Regions from separate parts of the Oryzias latipes genome. Here region 1 is linked to region 2. A link is a contact called in public Hi-C data. All regions are on one chromosome and are shown on one strand. The core of a region is the stretch at or near the end of the contact, and the rest is flanking DNA. Distances in the headings are between cores, read along the strand shown.

Region 1 (3,166 bases), core at 182-2,681, 62 kb before region 2:
TGTTCATCCGGTACCTGTTAGCAGGGGCAGCAGTTTAAGCAAAGATGCCCAGACTTCCCTCTCCCCTGCCACTTTCTCCAGCCCTTCTGGGGGGACATCAAAGCATTAACAATCCAGCCGAGAGACGTAGTTTCTGCGTGTCCTGGGTCTTATATATTACAGCCTCCACCCAGTGGAGAAAAAAAACTTCCCCAGGAAGGTGACCAAGAGGAATCCAGACCAGATCCAAGATCCACCTCAGCTGGTTCCTCTCAATGTAAAGAAGTAGCGGCTTTGATCCGAGCTCTCTCCATTTGACCGAGCTTTTCCCCCTATCTCAAAGGGAACGCCGAGCCACCCTACAGAGGAAGCTCATTTCCTCCGCTTGTATTCAAGAGCTTTTTCTTTCGATCATGACCCAGAGCATTACCACAGGTGAGTATTTGAAAGAAGATTGACCGGTGAATTGAGAGCTTTGACTTCCGACTCAGCTCTCTCTTCTCCACAGCGGACCTGTAGAGAGACTGCATAATGGCTGGTTCACTGCAATCTGCCAATCTGTCAATCTCATGCTCTGATCTTCCCTCACTCATGAACAAGACCCCATGATACTTTAACTCCTCCACCTGGTGCCCCACCCACCCAGAGAGGGCAAGCTACCTTTCTCTGGTCGAGAACCACTGCCTCAAATTTACAAAATCCAAGTTCCATGATTGAGACTACGGCCGCCAAAGCATCCACCTTCAACTGCCACCAACCATCCAGGTGGTGGGCCCATGGAAGAGAAATCCCATGTCATTCCTTCAGGCTGAACCTGTTCGGGGCCCATAGAAGGAGTCTGGGCCGTACCTCAGGCCGGGCAAGGTAGTGGAATCTTGTCTTCTACTTCTCACCATGGTTTGTCTGGCTCGTCACAGAGGACCTGTCCCCCATAAAAGAGCCTATCAGGGAACAAAGCCCCAGACAGCTTAGCTCCTGGGATCACTCAAGCTCTCAAACCCCTCCACCACACTAAGGTGGCTGTTGACGAAAGCAATCAAGCAATATCACTTGAATTCATTTTAAAGGCAGCTTTAATGACAGAGAAACCAATACAGTTAAACTACATTATAATTATGAAAAAAAAGCTATCTGTTTTATTTATTTATTTGCAGTCTTGAAGGTTTAGTTGGTTTAGAAATGTATTTTTTTAATGATGAAAACCTCTCTAAACAAAAGGCTTTGTGTTGTGTTTTATTTTACTAACTGTGATAACCTCTCTCTTATGTCTGAACTTTTCTGCCAGGTACTTGATTTTCTTCATATATTTATCTTCATTCCACAGAGGAAACTGGTCACTCATCAAACCTCAGGTATAAGCAAAGACTGACCAATGAAATGTGATGATTCCCTAGACAGTCTCAAAGAATTTTCTGTCTGCTGTCTCGTCCAGCTGGCCGCTTTCTGTTGGCTCAACTTACAGTGACTCACAGGCGTCATCCTGGAGACAACAGCTGCTGGGCAGACAGAAGTCCTCTGGATTACTCAGGTTTTGAAAACCTAACTGGCAAAAGAAAGGCTGATTTGTCGTGCAGTGAAACTGGCTCTTCCTGCCCCTCTGGTGGGGTGTTTTTGAAACAGAAGATCTCCTGTTGCTTTTCTGAGCGAGAGGCTCTGAACGGTTCGTCTAGATTTGCAAGCTTCACCTCAGCTCACTTGACTAAAGGGAGAAGAAACAATGTGATGAAAAGGAGGGAGACCCCAGCTGAGAAAATGTAATGCATAGACAGTTTTTTTATTTGTGAGAAAGCCCAGGAAAAAACATTAAGAGAATTTAGAAAATAAATTTAAGAAGGAGAAAACCAAAAACTAGGTTTTTGGATAATTTGGCTGCTTTGTTGTTAAGGAATTTTTGGGATTAATTTTTATTAAACTTGTAATTCTTCTGGAAAGAAGTGGTGGTTCTTACTATTAAACATTTGCAGAGTTTTTTTTAATATGTGTTTTTACTTAATGGACATTTTTAATGCAATTTTAATTTAATTTTTGATCCATTTTCTTCAAAAGCTGCTCTTCATGTTTGTAACAGATTTTCAGGCATTTTCTGGTTCTTGTCAAGTTTTGAGTTTGCCACCTGAGGCTTCAGAGCTATACGTGGGGATCTTTGACTCATTAATTGTGGCTTTCTGATTATAGACAATTAAAAACGTTTTTCATTTTATAATAATAATGTAAATATAATAATATAAATATATAATAATAAATATAATAATTAATAAAATAACATTTTTTTCTTACTACAAGACACATCAAGCAAAACCAAACAGTCAGAAAACTCAAGTTTTTTTCAAATAATTTACAAACAGTTGAAGCACAGCCCGTATCGCTCCACCAGGCTTCTGACTATGGTGCCCATAATGCTCCAACAATCCATCATGCGGTGTGGCTTTGTAGCTTACCAAAGTTGTACTAAAACATTTAAGCAGATTTTTGAGCACAGTGTACTACAAAAAAATTAATTTGAGGTAAGAAAACACAACCAGAATTTATACTTTAGGCGCACCGGATCATAAAGCGGAATATCTATTTTTGAAAAGATTCAATAGCTTTAAGTTGTGGTCTGAAAACTACTGTAATTGTAACATGTTTAGCTCTGAATACATTTTATTCTAATAGATTTAAGATTTTCTGGCTGAGATACACAGCAAATAGTAAACTAAACTTGATTTTCTTTTAAATAACTGCTGACTCGACACTACCTACTACTTCATATGCTGCATTGAAAATGTCTGCGACAGGATGTCTTTTAATTTGAAACAAAGTCATGTCAGCTTCTTGTTTTTGTTTTATTTATGCTAAAAAAAAACAATAGTTTATTTTATATATTTATCCTTATAGTAACAATAACTTAAATACCAATCAGCAATTTATTTTTCTATAGGGCTAAAGAAGACTTTGTGGCTCTTATTGGGTTTTGGTCGGTAAGAAATCAACCCAACTGGCTCTGTAAGTGTTGAAGGTTACAGACCTCTGGTCTAAAATATAAAAGTGGTAAGGTTAAGGTTAGGGTTTTGAGCTGGTGGTGGTATAATCATGATTTAGCCTCTTGTTTAAGAGAAATAAACAGAGTTCATTTCGATAATTGGTATTTCTGCTCAAATGTGTTTTTGTGAGTGCAGTCAGCTACATCAGATCCTGTCAGCAGCTG
Region 2 (3,149 bases), core at 370-2,869:
TTAAAAGATGAAAATGTTCAGTAGAAAATGAAACAGGTTTATGGCTGAAAACGGCCTAATTAAATGAACACTGGGAAAGCTTTGAAAAATGATCAAAAGATGATCGAAGTGAGTCTTTAAGCATTTCACATAAGTACATAATTTTATTTACATTTACACACCTTCAAAATCTGTTCCATTCTCTAGGACATAGTTTCTGCAGAGCAGCAGGAGTTAACCAAAAATGCACCTCTGAGTTGTGGGCAGGACCATTTCCGCAGAGCAACCCCACCCACCCCCTTCCCCTACCTGTTGCTGAGAGTTCTCTGTTCACACGCTCTACTGCTAGCTCACAGCCCCTAACACCCCCAACCTAACTTTACCGGTGCAACAAAGATGGAGAGCAATATCAGAACTATCCACCCGTACAGTTTTAAGTTTTAGTCGTCTATATGTGGTATTTTCTGCATAACAAATAAGCTCTTTTTCAAACTGCATTTTATTGATTCACAAGATTTGGATAAAGAAATAGTCATGAATGCAATTTTAAGCTTAGTTTTCTTTACATATGTCCTTTATCATCAGAAATGTCCCAAGAACATATTAAAAACCATCTTCATCTGAGTGGGAATGTGAATTTGACATGCATATTGAGCAGGGGGGTGTGGCTTACTCTGTGAGGTAAACAGGAACTTGAATAATGGGGTCTGAAAAAAATAAGATCATCATTTCATGAGAAAAATTTGAGGCACCAAAAGTTTAAAAAAAAAATGTGAATAGCGCTGACGTCTGAGTGCATGAACCTTCTCTTAGGGTCCACTTGATGTCTCCTGTCTGTTTGGAGACGGCATGCAGGCTGCCATCCAAGGTGGAGATGAACAGAAGGGACTCTGGGAGTGTGACTGATCTGGCCCCTGCACCCTGAAGAAATACAGAGAAATAAAAAAAATAAAAAAAAAGTGATGGTGAAAACGGACCCCCAGGACAGCTGTCGTGTCATGTATCCCTAGACTGTACAACGACTTGACTGGAGAGTGGGTGCATGAGTGGGTTTATGACAGTGGGTGTGGCGGGGCTGATGTAGAAATCCACCGTTCACTCAGCAGGATATCCTTATTCTCTAAGGGTGTGTTGTGGGGCCTAATGTTTGTTTATGTCTTCTCTGCTTTTACTAAATGAAGGCGGGGGCGTATGTACGCCCAAAAGTAGTAATAATACCGAATACACTGAGGGTCAACTGAGGTTTAAGTTGGTTTGAGCTTGAATGTTTTGGTTGGACTTCAACCAAAATTAGCGTAATAACTCAATAAAAAAAACCATTTGTGCGCATGCGTGTTGGAGCCCACATTGACAGTTTGGGGGGGGGGGGGGGGTTCTAAGCAAAATGAAGCACAGAAACAGCCTGGTACCGTTCGTTCAAGCGAGCTGGGCTGACTTTAACGCTTCCCAAAAAAATAACATAATTTGGCAACTTCCCCGGACCTTAAAATTGACACATGTGCCAAAAGTAGAAACGCCATGATAAGGTGGTGTAAACAAAAGCAGAAACAGTTGCACACTTTGACGAAGTTTACCTGAATTGGGTCAGCCTCCCAGGTCAGCAGGAAAAGACATATTAGCAGGAGTCCGAGAGTTCCCATGACCCCCGAAACACTACGTTTCAAGGTCCGGAGAATTAAAGCCGCCGAACTAACAATAAACGTCGAACTCTTTCCTCATTTTCAGATCGTTGTCTCATAATTAAACGCATGCGCAGAGGTAACGATATTGATAGATTTTCATACTATTTTAAAAAATGTAAATATTTCAGCGGTACCGCTTTAAATCCATGTCTACTACTCCTGACACTTCCATATTTCCGTGTTGGGACGGAACCGGTGACGTCGGGAGAGATCTGTCAAACCCCGACTGTGGGCAGGCTTCACCACCCCTCACCCTGAGAAACAGGAACACCGACCAATCAGAAGCGAGGCTTGGACTAGTATGGGCGGGGCTTTAGAAACGGCTGGAACACGTGGAAACAGACAACAGGACATGCGTGAACGCAACAAGAGGCTTTTTGTGCAACAGAAAGTGGTGGATGACTTAATTGTTGCGCCTCTGTTCCATACATACAGAGAAGTTTGAAAGTACTTTACATAATGAAATAAAAGAATACATTAAATTTAGGCCCACATAACTTCCCCTCAGACAAAAGTAGTCTAATGTGCCACAAGGACACTTTAATCTATACTGAAAGTGAGCCACTACTTGGAAGTTTACTTTTTATATACTATATTATATATTATATATATATTATATATTATATATATATTATATTATAATATATATTATAATATATTATCTTTATATTGTAAACTTAAAAATTTTCAATTTAATCTGAAGAATTATTCAGTCAGTATACTTCTTTTACTTCACATTCACTGTATAAATAAAACCTAAAATAAAAGACCCTGGGCTACATGTATATTTTTTATCTGACATTTTTACCCTTGTTCTTTAAAGCCATAGAGCCACAGTGGACGGATCAAAGAGGATCTGATCTACACTATAACTGATAATAAATAATCCAATAGATTACCTTTAATACAACTACAAACTAGTGACTGTTCTTCACTAGTATGTACAAAGTTTGTGTTTGCATGTGGCCACATGATAGACTTAAGCTAGATCCTAATTTAGTCAACCCTTAAATCTCAAGCTTTTTTTTCTATTTTGCTGCTACTTTTCACAAAACATTTGGGTTTTTCAAGCTCTTTATTTTTTTTGCAACAAATCTTCCTTCAGTTATACCAGTTTGCACTTAGTCCCAATGCTTCAATCTTGATTTAGCAAAATACAACTCTACTCATAAAACATTATTCAAAGTGACTTTGTGTGGAGAGTAACAGGTTCACTCGTATTAAAAAATAAATACAATATTCAGGCAGGCACTTCTGTCAAAGCATATAAACATTAAATAACAGATGAACTAAGGTTGTGAAAAGGCAAAAGATGGTTCTGTCCACTTCTGCTCAGTCAAGTTCCTGCTGGAGAAGGCCATCAGGTTTGGCATAGCCAAACATCTCAAAGTCTGGTTCATAAAGTTTGTAGAGTTCTTTCCTTGTTGCGATGGGAATCTGTGCAAACCAGTCTCTTTCCCAGCTGGTGGAGGTGAGGTTGTGGGCCCC

Evidence for each region. Hi-C and Micro-C count contacts between places; a contact is called where the count stands out from the background.
Region 1: a contact with region 2 is called in a Hi-C map of embryo, with 1.8 times the contacts expected there. The contact joins the enhancer-like site here to the promoter of LOC101162428 in region 2. A contact is called at or near these places in 2 of 5 Hi-C or Micro-C datasets (both in embryo).

The regions. Positions count from the first base shown.
Region 1 is chr1:21,455,441-21,458,606 of ASM223467v1, reverse strand. No RefSeq gene overlaps it. Among protein-coding and RNA genes, the nearest start is that of gna12, 17 kb to the right of the region's middle. Within about 2 kb of position 1,431, at least 1 of the 8 cell types and tissues checked has an H3K27ac peak or open chromatin away from gene starts, as enhancers often do. A contact at or near this core is called in embryo, where this site is marked.
Region 2 is chr1:21,393,556-21,396,704 of ASM223467v1, reverse strand. LOC101162428 (serine/threonine-protein kinase/endoribonuclease IRE1-like) reads right to left here and starts at 1,619. Exons shown (of 24, transcript NM_001278895.1): 1 at 1,554-1,619; 2 at 783-900; 3 at 653-686. The coding sequence starts at 1,619. It overlaps chst12 (carbohydrate sulfotransferase 12), which reads right to left. Exons shown (of 6, transcript XM_004065970.4): 6 at 2,718-3,149. The coding sequence ends at 2,994.